Regions from separate parts of the Zea mays genome. Here region 1 is linked to region 2. Evidence: chromatin contacts called from public Hi-C data. All regions are on one chromosome and are shown on one strand. The core of a region is the stretch at or near the end of the contact, and the rest is flanking DNA. Distances in the headings are between cores, read along the strand shown.

Region 1 (6,686 bases), core at 3,479-5,978, 210 kb after region 2:
GGTCGTATTACATGAAGTTGTACTACAACGGTGAAAACAATCCCTGAGATGAGAACTTGAAGCGACGGTTAAAACGATGAATCAAAAAAATGAAGGTCTTCGTATTTCGAGTGTCGAAGGAGTTGCTGACACTCGGTAGAGATTAGGTCTTCTATTTTATTTTAGTCGTACTATAAAGAGGGGTTGTGGATGGTAGTTTGACCAAGAGAATTCTAATGTAGTGTTGGTGCATATTCACACGCACATCTAGTGTAGGTGTCACTCTATAACATACTCACGAGTTAGAACGATTCGAAAAACAGAAGGAAAAAAGTTAGGGTTTCTGTCTTAGGGGTTTCGGACTGTCCGATGCACCATCTGACAGTGGGGCCTGCTAGCTCCGGGGGCAGCGCCTTATCCCCCGAGAAAACCCGAGATCAACGAGTTGGGAAAATGAATTTTAGCCGCCACACAGGACTATCCGGTGTGCACCAGACATGTATTGTTCACTGTCCGGTGTGCCATCAGACCAACGGCTAGCTGTCAAAATTAACCGTTGGTGACGACCGTTGGTGACCGGTGGCGCACCAGACTGTCCAGTGCGTCTATAATCATTCTGATTTTGACTTTGACTTACGCCACTCGTAAGATTAAGGCGCTGTTCCAATGTCGCGAGATAAACTTTAGCAGCTTTTTTTTAGCTACTTTTAGCCATTTGTAATCTAAACAGGAGAGCTAATGGTGGTAATTGAAACTAAACTTTAGCACTTCAATTCATATAGCTAAAGTTTAGCAGGAAGTTAAAGTTTATCCCGTAAAATTGAAACGGGGCCTAAGATTGGTATGAAAGTCTGAAGAAAATAAAAAAGGAGTGGATAGCGTGATAATTGTACGTGTGATCTACTGGATCCGCAAATGCACTTTCGGCTGTGGACCGGAGCCCTACATCATCTTTCTAGCGTGCAGCTAGCTTAGCTTGGTCGTCCAAGCAATTTTTTCTGTTACTCTTGCAGATCATGCGAACCACAGCTCGTGACGCTGACTTTACGAGCCCGGTCAAGATATGCCAGCCGCCAGCATTAGTTGTTGGGAAATACGGTGGCACAATTGTGGAGGTTGGCAACTGTCACGTGACAGGTTTTCTTTGTTAAAAGTACTCCCACTGCCCGGTAAAAAAAATACCACTAGAATGAACGTATATATATTGTGATGGCATACAATTAATCATATTTGATGAGTGATTCACTTATTCTAGCAAACGTTTTAGACCAAGAACTATATTCTTGCTACCTTTTATGTACTTATACTTACTCACAATGGGAGGATAAGAATGAAGAAACAACACCGACACTGGATGCGGCGATGTCATCGACGAGGAGCGCGGAAGAGGTCGGTGAGCGTCTTGCGCGTGCAACGGAGTTGGCCCTAGTGGACCTCACCTGACGCCCACAATGCGGAAGCGCCAATATTGACGAGGCGCTCCCAGGTCCTAGCGATGCACCTGATCAATTCGTTGCACGTGGCGTTGTAAATGTCGAGCGCCTTGACAGTGCGCTCATGGAACTCGGCGACCATCTTCTCGGTCGACCATCTTCTCGGTCACTGTCGATGATGTTCAGGGCGGCATCACACCTGCGCGATGAAGACGCGTAAACTTCTCGTGGCACAGCACGAAGGCCTCAAGCATGCGACAGATCCAATTTTAGAATCTTATTATTAGTCAAACAATTTCTAAATTTTATATTTAATTTTACCAGAATTTCACAGCCTCCTCTCTATAAGCTGGTTGTTGGATTTGTATTGGATTTTATGTCGTATCTCACTTTTTAAAATTCATGGGGAATCAACTTCGTAGTATCGTATTCGTTTGGTTTTAATCCGTACCGGTTTCTACTATTTCTACATTGTTTTTGTCTCTATAGATTGCAACTGCAACAGTTCAAATAATCAGCTTTAATCTGAAGCGAACAGCGCTGAGTTGGGTCAAACCGAGTACTATAATTCAGTTAAATTAGAACTTGCGACAGCGCAATAACTATAATTTTGGTTACCTAGAATTTAAGACCGAGTTTCGATTAGTCTAGTCAGTTCCCACACCCTACAGACCGGGGTCATCTCGCCGAGGCTCAAGGCCTCAAGCACGCAAGACAAGGGAAGCTAGCAAGCAGACAAGGTCGATTGCGGCTTGCGCATGGCGTGACCACTGACCAACCGCCGCCCAGCTGGAGGCTGACGGATCGGACGAGGCCGGTATTCTCGTTGCGCGCCGGCGTCGCCATCAGCAACGCCTGTCCATGCAATGCATCCATCACCGGCCGGCCGTTTACCCGGAGGGTCCAACTCGAATCGGATGGGAGCACGAAGCTTGCCAGCTGTGACCAGGCTTCCGCGTCCGTGGTTCCGCGCGCGGCCAGCGGACAAGCAGGCTAGCTACGTCTCGGCGGTTGGAGCCTCTTATCCGAGCGCACGCGCCGGACGGACGAGGCGCTCTAGCTACCTTCCAATAATCGTCCATGGGCCGGACACGACAGGGAAGAGGACCGACGTGACGCGGCTCGACTCTGGGCGGCGCACACGGAACCGCCCTAGGCAACAAAAATTACAGCTTTACCCAGCTCTGGCTGCGCGCTGTGGTTCAAGCTCTCCGCGACACGTAGCAGTACGTACGTACTCGCTGATGTTTACGCGCGTGAATCCATCGACGCGTGGCGGCCCGATGACCGGGGACGCGATCACGAGACCTCCGATTTTATCGAAGAAGGTTCTGGACACGGGCCAGTTCTAGCTGGCATTGGGACGCCGACGAGCGACGCGCGCGTCACCACGGCATTCCGATTCTACAGCCGAAGGTTCTAGATGGGCGGGACGAGTCCATGTCGTACAGCCGCTACCTGCTTAGTCAGTCTGCTACCGCTTCCTTCGCTGTTTTATGATTTAGAGGACAGAGAAATACGGGAGAAATGAGTGTTTATTCCGTGAAGCAACAGTCGCACGCGAGCAAAAACTTAGAACGGTAAGATAAAACTAGTTCACCGCCATATGGTCGTAACCCATGCCACTCACAAACATCATCTTTAGTCATATGATTACATGACAGTGCCAAAAACCACCAATGAGACAACATCCATCCAACTTGCTCTTAACAGAACTGCCATATCATATCGATCCACAGCTACGTTTTGCGCTGCGCTGCCGTCGTATCCATAATGTCATGTCACCATTACATGGATAATGCTGGCTACTGTAGGAATACGGTAGTGGTTTATAGCCTTATAGGGACTAGGGAGGAAGAAATCACAATGGAACCAGCGCTGTATATGTCCGCAGTGACTTGTCTCCGTCCTCTATCTACTGCAGGCAATTACGTAGTGGTGGTGTTGTGGTAATACCGCGGATTACGGTCTACTGTATATACTATTACATCACGATCAGCGGGACGGAGTGCACTGCACATTTGAATCTGATCTGACCTGATCACGAGTTTCATTTGCACTCCGCACGTATTATTATGACTGATTTAATAACTCAACACCCACTTTGACTAGAAAAAAAAGGAGTGGATAGCGTGATGGGGTAGTGCACTCTTGGGTTGAGGATCTCAATGTATATCCTGCTTCTCCTTCCACGCATGCGCCTCTCTGATGCACGGGCGACCGTAATAACATGCCAGGCAGAGCCAGTGGAGTAACGACAACCGGTGTCTGAAATGAAGAGCACACGTTCCCTGTCGGCAGCCTGAAACTTTTGCTCGGCCGTGACAAAGACGAGACGACGGCGCAGACTTTGCAAACTACTGGTGGGCTGGGCTCGCCACGCCAAGCATGACCAACCAGTTCGGCAGCTTGCAGCTGCTCGGCCTGCAATGGGCAGCTGACACAGCGAAGCCCAGAATCCGGTCCACTATTACTAAATACTGCCAGATACATTGGATGAGAATTATTCTTGTTTTTTTTTCTCTCCCTAGAGACCGGATCATGATCGTGTCCGTTTTCTCCATCGTCACTTGTTGTCCCACGGCTGCTGCAATAATTGGGGCGCACGACACGGCAACACATAGCATTCCACCCCCCCACAAAATAAGGGCGATATGTTCTTGAGCTTTTCTTCTAACAGGCTGATGACACTTTGTGTGTGTGTGTTGTGGTGGTGGGGGGGTGGGGGTCCTGTCTCCTATCCATTTCCAGTCTACAGTAGTTTTTGGGTAATACAAGGTTTAAAACTTTAGAAATGTATATGGTTATTATTCTCCTCTCAGCCTCAGAGAAGGAAACGATGTAAACGTGTGATACTCAACAATGCTGATGTTTTGGCAACATTCGGATGGGCTCGTTTTCTCAAGGAAACAAAGCATTCAATTATTCATCAGCCACGGTCTTCAGATGAAGCAGTACATGCTCCAAGTTGTAAAGTAAAATGTGTAATAACAGCTAGACATATTAAAACCAGCGGTTGATTCGTAGTAGTAAGCAACCGTTTAGCTAGGCCAATTAATTAATTACAGGAAAAAAAAGGTTGCAAACACGGTCAGTAGTTTTAATTATCATAAAGATTTTTTTTATCGTTTCACAAGTTCTGCAAAAAAAAAAAGATGTAAAAAAAAACAGCTAGCTAGGTACTTGTTGCAAGGAAGGAACGACCGGACAGACAGGGATCGTTTTTCAACGGGGGTACATTTTGCTGGTACGTGTTGGGAAAACTGCTGGATAGCTAGGTCGACATCCTCCTCGCCTACTTTTCTCCCTCGCCTTGGCTGGGACATGCACCTCCCCTCGTCCATAGCATACCATGCTAAAACCCAACCGGCGGTATAAAATTAAAATCCAGCAACGACACACATCTTAAGCCTTGCCAATTGTCTCATCATCCTCAGGACTTCCATTCCATGCCCCCCACCCTGCCTAACGTTACGTACCCATATATCAGCACCTCCCTTCCGCCCTCCTCCTCGCCATTTGCCCACCGCCACACGCCCGCCACAGCTAGGCTAGCTAGCTAGCTAGTCCCTCGCCGCCTCAGGGCCGGGTTAGCGATCTGTACATGGCCGCCGCCGGCTGTTTCGAAGCAGGAGAAGCCAGCAGCGGCAGCCGGGCGACGCCGCGGCGGCGGGGGCGGCGGCGGCCATTATTACTAGCCAAGAAGCCGCCGTGGCGGCTGGTGCTAGCCTTTTTGATCCTGATGCTGGTGGTGCCGAGCTGCTGCCAGGCGACGGCGCGAGCGCGAGGCATGCAGCCGTTCCGGGGCAGGCCGCTGCTGGAGCCAGGCAGCGCCAACCGTTTCCTGGGGTTCTTCCCCAGGGGCCCCGTGCCGCCGTCCGGCCCCTCGCGGCAGCACAACTCCATCGGAGCGCAGGACCAGAGCCATCCCTGACGATGACGTACGTATACCGGCGCGCCGTCGACCGTCGTCGTCGTACCAAATGTTTGGAGAGAGAGAGAGAGAGGCTGGTCGAGAAAAGATATATTGTAGAGTAAGATCTCGAAGATAGATACGTAGTTCGCGTCGCATGCATCATCGTACGTGGATTAAATTGAATCCTTGCTTCCTTGTCGGTCGTAGCTAGGCTCTCGTAGTGGTTGGTTAGTTGTAGCACGCAGCAGCACTAGCATGTATACTTGGAGGAGAAGAGGCACGTTTCTTCTCTGTAGGATATGATGTACATGAGGCTATTGTTTTGTTTTTGTTTTTTTTTTGGAGAAGAAAAGGTGGGTGGAGGCGTTGTTTATCGGTGCTTCACTGCTTCTTGTTCCTTTCTGTTATCTCTTCTTCCCTGGCGCGGCGCTGCTTTCCTGAGCAGGGCAAAGCTGGACCGACGCTTCTGTTTCGCTGCAGCTGCTGCCATCACACGCACTGCTTGCTTTATGTCTTTTATTTATTTATTTTGCTTTTGCGGATAAAGCTAGCTAGGTATGCAGCCAGAGCAGAGTACGAGTGTACAACAACCAGAGCCTACGTACTATACTCGTACGACACGAGTCGCAATCAACGCTGTTGCTTTGTGCTTTCTGAGGCTATCCGCAAGAGTTACCCCTAAATTTTCCCTCTATATCACTTTTTTGGGTCACATCATCAACATTTCACTCCCTATATTTTTATCTCCTGCAGCGGTTCCCCCTAAATACTCCCCCTATACCCTACTACAACTATAAAATATCATTTTTTATATGTATTACCAATTTTTTATCTACTAACAATTGCTTGTGGCCACACAGAACAGTGTTGTAGAGGATGAATAGTGACCCCTTGATTGGGGGACTCGCGCGCCCACCCCTACGGCTGCAGCCCGTAGGGGGCTCTCTAGCGTCAGCCCACGTAGAGGCCCCCTACGCAGGGGAGAGGGCGCGGTAGCGTTACAGTCTGATGAGCATCATCGTGGGTGATACGGGTCGAGCAGAGCTGTCTGTCCGTCGTTGATGGCGAGGCGAGCAGAGAGCAGTTGCGTGCGTGCGGTGCTGTGATTGATAGCTCCTGCATGCGTGGGCGGGAATTGGAAGCAGGAGCGAGCGCGCACCGCCGGTCCGGACGTCCGTCCGTCGCGGTTGTTGGTGCATGCTGGCCCACGTTGACGATTTGGCTGCAAGGGGCGGACGCCCAACCATATTAATCTACCTTTTTGACCGTTATTTATTTTTATTCCGTTCATCTTGTATGTATGTCAGTATGTGTAACCAGATGTTTATGCAATTTTGGAAAAAAGAAAGAAGAGTTTC
Region 2 (6,100 bases), core at 2,178-4,677:
AGCATGATAATTAATGCTCTTTAGTTAGATTTAGTCACTGAAACAAATAAGGTATTTTAGTGACTAAATTTTAGTCACTAAAGTTTAGTTAAGTGACTAATAAGAAACCAAACAGGGCCTCTATTTGACAGGCTGATTACGCAAAAGAACTATTATGCATACAAATTAAGGGCCCTTTGACACGTCTCTTTGAGGGACTCTAGTTAGACTCTTCATGAAACCCCCTATTAAATGATAAAAAACGATTTCTCGTCAAGAGTCCTCCAAAATTTGGAGTCTTTTTTTTTGTTGGGAGCCAAAGCACCAAATACATGGCTTGTACCGGCTTCTTATATATTTTTCTCTTAAAACAAACACATAAGAAACTATTTCGCTAACGCCCCGTTTGGATCATAGGAATTGAATTCTATTCTAATAATAGTAATTTAGACATATATCAATTAAGATAATTCGATTTTATACAAAATATATTTGTATACTATTTTTAGCAAGATGACAGAGATATTTATATGCTATATTTTTACTATAGAGGAGTGAGACGAAGAGTGTCATGTAAGTTACAGAGTAGAAACAAATTCTACTGATGCATAAAACTATTTCTCATTCTTCACCCCATGAATTTGAGATAGACTTATATATCAACTTTGGAAAGTGGTGGAATGTCAAATTCTAAACTAAATAAGTTACTTTATTGAGTGAATTCCAATTTCTCTAAAATGAAGGGATCCAAACGGCCTGTAAATGAATTGCAAAACAGCAGCTCAGCCTCCTCCAAAGAAGTGAGTCAGAGCCCAGCCAAAGGGCCTAACGCAAAAGACCGCACAAACGTAGAATGCGGTGATCGGTGCCCATGCGTGTATTGCTTTGCTTGTATACTCTCTACAAATCAAAGGTTACACGACTATCTTAGTCTAAAAATCGTACGGCGTCATGAAACCTTCCGGCCGGAGCGGCACGAGGAACGCCCGCACCGGAGGCTCGGCGCCGGCGCCGGCATCGTCGGCGCAGCCGGAGCCCTTGTGCGGCGCGCCGAACAGCGGCTGCCGGCACGTCGGGCACGTGGACCGCGCCAGCAGCCAGCGGTCGACGCAGCGGACGTGGAAGCCGTGGTTGCACTTGGGCAGCACCCGCACGCGCTCCCCGGGCTCCAGCTCGGCCAGGCAGATGGCGCACACGGGCCCTCCGCCGCCTGCTGCCTGCAGCGGCAGCAGCCCCGCCGAGTAGACCAGCGTCGGCATCGCGCGCAGCGCCTTCCTCCGCGCCCCAGCCTGCGCAAGCCGCGCCACCGGCTCCCCCGCCCCCGCCCCCGCGCCCGGCTGGCGCTGCGCCCCGCCGGGCGACGTCCGGCTGGAGCACCGGAGCGCGCACCGCACGATGGAGTTGAGCCCCAGCGCGCAGATGAGCGCGCACAGCAGCACGGCCAGGATCATGACCACGTTCGCGTCGAAGCTGCTGCTGCTGCTGCTCCTGACACCGTCGCCCGCCGGAGCTTCCTGCCCGGCCACCACCTGGCTCGCCGCCGCATTCTCCCCGTAGCTGTGCAGAGGAGTCAGCAGCAGCGCCCTCCGCGAGTACACGTACCCTTCTTGCATGCCTGCTTTAACTGTGTCTTCACTCGTCAACTTGTGATCCTCTCCTCTGACGCCGACTCTTTCTTCCCAAATCACAATCCCAGGTGAAATCAAATCTGTTCTCTCGTCTACAAAATTCAAGGCCAGCGAGCGCTGTAACTCTAGCTCCGCGACTCGTAAGAGTAAGTTTCAGCCGTGCTGAACTGGAAGCAGTATATATAGGCTAAGGCGGGCAGCAAGATTGCAGCCAACGGTAAGGCTTGGCGTGAACTTGCATAGGTGTCTTTCCCCATCAGCAGTAGCACCCAGGGGAGCCAAGGCAATGGATAGGCCGGCCAGGAGGCACTAGGAAGCTAGCTAGCTGGGTCTGGGCGTGTGAGTGTGTTGTTAACAGTGGTGGCTTTCCGGGAATCAGAGGGGCACTAGCTGGTATAGCACCAGATCTTGTCTGCCTGATCATGGGTGTAAAGCAGGATAAGGGAGGCTTAGCAGCACACATGCAGCAGCAAGAGATGGATTAGAAAAGGGAGATCAGGCACTGAATTATTTGCTAGTGTTGCACTCTTTTTGCAGGCCATGTGGCATGTGGGGGAGGCTGTATCTTTGACCTCTGCCACTCCTTGCCATACCGTGTGGTTCATGGCAACTGAATTATTTGTGAACTTTGGGGGGTCAAACTCTGGTCCAGCCAGCCAACTCAACTCGTGGGCATGGTCTGCCCAAGGGAAAGCATATATGATAGTGAGTTTGACTTCCAAAAATCCGGTTTCTTTCCAGATTGCAATTATTGTACACTCGCAGGTACTAGTAGATTAATTAACATCTTGACTACTATTACTACTGACTAAAACAAATTAAAGCATACATATGATAAATGCAACTCTGTCTGTGACACTAGTGCCTTCTTGTATCACTTATAGGAAACATCCTTCAACTTGATAGACCTTCAACTTGACAAAAAGACGGGAGCTGTGTGTGTGTGTGAGAGAGAGAGAGAAACCATGGTCCAAGAAAGTTGAGTTTGACTAGTATGACAGCTGACAGTAACACTAACACACACCAACCAATCTTGTAGAGAATCGTATCCTCGATCTTGGAGCAATCATGAGGCAGTAACATACCAAGACAATGAAGCATGTGAGCACGATCGATGGTGAAGCTGACAAAGCAACTAATTACCACTCACAAACCACGTCGCATTTTTGCATATGCTGATTGGCTGCTTCTGATCCCTTCCACTTCGAACAGTGAGCAGAGCTCGCAACTCCGACCCACAAGCTTTGCCTGCTTTCGAGGATGCATGGCGCGCCCCAGGTCAGCTGCCTCCAACGATGATTGTCTCGTTAGTTGCATTTCCTGGAATGTCTAATCTTGCTAAACTGCAGGTTCAGAGTCTTATGTTTTCTTTCTGTCTTAGTTTTCTCACGAAAAGATCGTTTTCATATGTGACTGTCTCCACTATCCAGGAAGCAAAAGAATGTTCTGCCACAGGCACACTGGGAGTCTGGGACGATTCTGATTGTTGACAAGTATAAAAGTGAATTAGCCATAAGTGCACCCTTTTTTTTATTCCATCGACTTAAGCTACATGCAATTCAATAGGGTATCACAGGGCCAGAGTTCTCAAGCTTGAATCCTGATGAGCCAAATTAAATTAAATAATTACAGCCGACTTCTATTTCTATGTTTGAGGCCTGAGGGAGGGAACACATGTGGGAAGTATAGGCTAATTCGACACCTCTGTCTCTTTGCGTAAGCTTTGGCTCGATAGCTGAAAAGGCAGCCACGTGCAGAAATCAGAACGTGGATTAAGAAAGGGACGGAAAGCAAAAATAGGCGAATTGACAAGCAGAATGATAACGGACATCCATTCTGGGATAGTGGGACTTCGTTCGCAGAAGTTCATAAGGAACAATAGGATAAGCATAGGGCCTAGCTTTATCAGGTTTCCGCAAAAGCTTATAAGGAACAATGTTTTTCGAAGCGAAAACAAGAAACACAGACTTTTTCTTCTTCTTCTTCTTCTTCTTCTTCAAAAACGCTTAAGATAATGAGATAATTATGCTTAAAGCCTTGTTTAGATGCCCATGTATCTACTTCAACGTATGTGTGTTGTAGTGGTTGGATTAAGGCATATATATGGGTATCCAAGCAGGCTCTAAGCGAGCAAGACGATGGCCACGTTTTGACGAGCTGTTTACTTCCCTGCCTACCCAAATTTGAGTTGCAACAGATTTGTGCAACAACACTGTAGCTTTTTAATCCCAAAAAAAAGCCTGTAACACGTTCTAAAGAAAGGGCAAACCAGATAAGTATGCCCAGTAGCTTACCAGATGCATGTCCCAATGCGATCCATATAATCCTTCAAATATCTCGATAAAAAAAATTATGCACTGATCGTGGCAAATATATGTCTCATGTAGGAGTAGTATATATACACACTTATTATAAAAAAGGTTATCCTTCCAGTATTCTGGCATGGCCAACAGTGCGTAGCAAATGGAGAAGAATGGAAGCGCACCACTGAGTGGATAAGAAGATGGTCCACCACACACTCAAAACTTGATCCAAAATGTAGCGGGGGAGGAAACCAATATTGAATGAAATGAATAATGACTGCCATGAAAGTTTAAACAAAGCATAAAAAAAGGAACCAAAACATCGAAGGACCTTCACTTGCTTGATCTAGCGTTCCCGTACTGCGCAAAGACAGTTCTGTTTTCTACACTTGAACGCGCCGGTTTTTGTATGGATTAAAAAAAACCTGTGTGGGATAAACAAAGTAGGAGAAAAGTTATTCCACTCGTCGATACATCATACATATAGAAGAACCACCTGCTTTTGTTGAGCATTCAAGGTTGAGGCCAGATAGCGATGAATATGATCTTTGGTGCACCCTGAGCTTCTATTCCTATCCGATCGAAAGCAACTTCACCTTTTTTTTTTTCAACCAATGGCATATGAGGATCTCACCGTGGACATATTGTGCGGAGTCAACTATGACTTAGGGGTGCTTGAATACACTGTAGCTAATAGTTAGGATATATTTGAATACACTAGAGATAATAGTTAGTGGCTAAAATTAGCTAAAGACATCTAAACACCCTAACTAATATTTCATCTATTAGCTATTTTTAGTAAATTAGTTGTTAGTTAGCTAGCTAATTCTACTAGTAAATTTTTAACTCTAGTGCATTTAAATACCCTCTTAGTTAGCTACATGACTACACGACTCTAGCTACATGACTCTAGCTTACCCAAAAAAACAACAACAACACTAGCTTATAAAAAACAACAGATACAATCCACCTTTTGTGCCACCAAGATGCTATACACATTTGTGAAAAGGGGAAAACAAAATGACTTGTTTTTGGGTATACACATAAATAAACCTTAAATTTGTTCAAACCCACTTGCTATGCATTTCTGAAAGAAGAGCAAGGCCAGCATTATCGCTAAAATCGAGCAGTGCTCCAGTTTGTTAAGCTTTATTACACTCCGCTGCAGCAACAGCGCCTGAAGTCCTCATCAATAAATGAATAATAATGCTGTCCCAGTTGCCCCTTGTTCTACAGGTAACAGAAGCATGAGAGAGTTACCTCTCGTTCTACAGGTAACAGAAGCTTGGCAGAGTTGCCCCTTGTTCTACAGGTAACAGAAGCATGGCAGAAGGATAAAGCCAACCGTGATGCAACTTCCATCAATCAATTTAATAGAAGGAATTTTATTCCCATGGCAACAAATAAGCTACACTGTGGAGAAACACAGAAGCAGAACGCACGAACACAGTACAACATAACACTTTTTAACTCAACTCAAGAATGAACACAGTACAACATAACACTTTTAACTCGACTCAAGAATGAACCCACTTGCAAAGCAAAAGGCTCGCTACTTGTGAAGGCCACAGAGACAGCTCTCAACACCTACGTCTCTGGCAATGCAGGGTGGCTGGCTTATCCCGTCCTGGTACCAAGTCGCCCGTTTCTCAACTAACTCATTCAGGAAATAGTCTAGCTTGTCAATGTTGACACTGGGCATCACCACAACGTGAGCTATATTCCCTTCACAAGCCAGCTGCCACCTTCGGACAAATTCTTCATCCTTTGGCCTTTCAAACACGACCGTGCTACTGAGCTCGTTAAGCATCGCTCCGATTCCTGCTTCCTTGAGGCGATCTTTTAGGTAGTGTGCGTTTCTCAAGCACTTTTGGACTTCTTTCTGGAAGCCTCTGTAGCCCTTCCTGTTGAGGGTGTACCAGAGGAAGATAGGGGCATGGCCATTCCTGCTTCCCATGATTGTTGCATCCCTTGACGCCAGATACTCCACATTGCTAGAAAGGGCATTTATGTGCTCCAACCTTGTTATCTGGACACCACATGGCATGGGGCATCCGACAAACTTGTGCCCAGAGACGCTGACACTCCCAATAGGCTTTTTAAATGTCACTTGAGGTGCCTAGTGAGGATACATATACATATAGCAGGAGAATGAGCTATCGAAGTGGATGAGGAACTAGTACAGCCTGA

What was found. Hi-C and Micro-C count contacts between places; a contact is called where the count stands out from the background.
Region 1: a contact with region 2 is called in a Hi-C map of ear, with 4 times the contacts expected there. The contact joins the promoter of LOC103627259 here to the promoter of LOC103627257 in region 2. A contact is called at or near these places in 9 of 25 Hi-C or Micro-C datasets (bundle sheath, ear, endosperm and 5 more) and 2 of 3 datasets of contacts at active chromatin or transcription factors (leaf and seedling).

The regions. Positions count from the first base shown.
Region 1 is chr5:173,963,677-173,970,362 of Zm-B73-REFERENCE-NAM-5.0, forward strand. LOC103627259 (protein IDA-LIKE 2) reads left to right here and starts at 4,729. Exons shown (of 1, transcript XM_008647545.4): 1 at 4,729-5,712. The coding sequence starts at 5,017. The coding sequence ends at 5,346.
Region 2 is chr5:173,752,289-173,758,388 of Zm-B73-REFERENCE-NAM-5.0, forward strand. LOC103627257 (RING-H2 finger protein ATL72) reads right to left here and starts at 3,428. Exons shown (of 1, transcript XM_008647543.4): 1 at 834-3,428. The coding sequence starts at 1,592. The coding sequence ends at 912. LOC103627258 (histidine decarboxylase-like) reads right to left here. Exons shown (of 5, transcript NM_001323601.1): 5 at 5,276-6,029. The coding sequence ends at 5,463.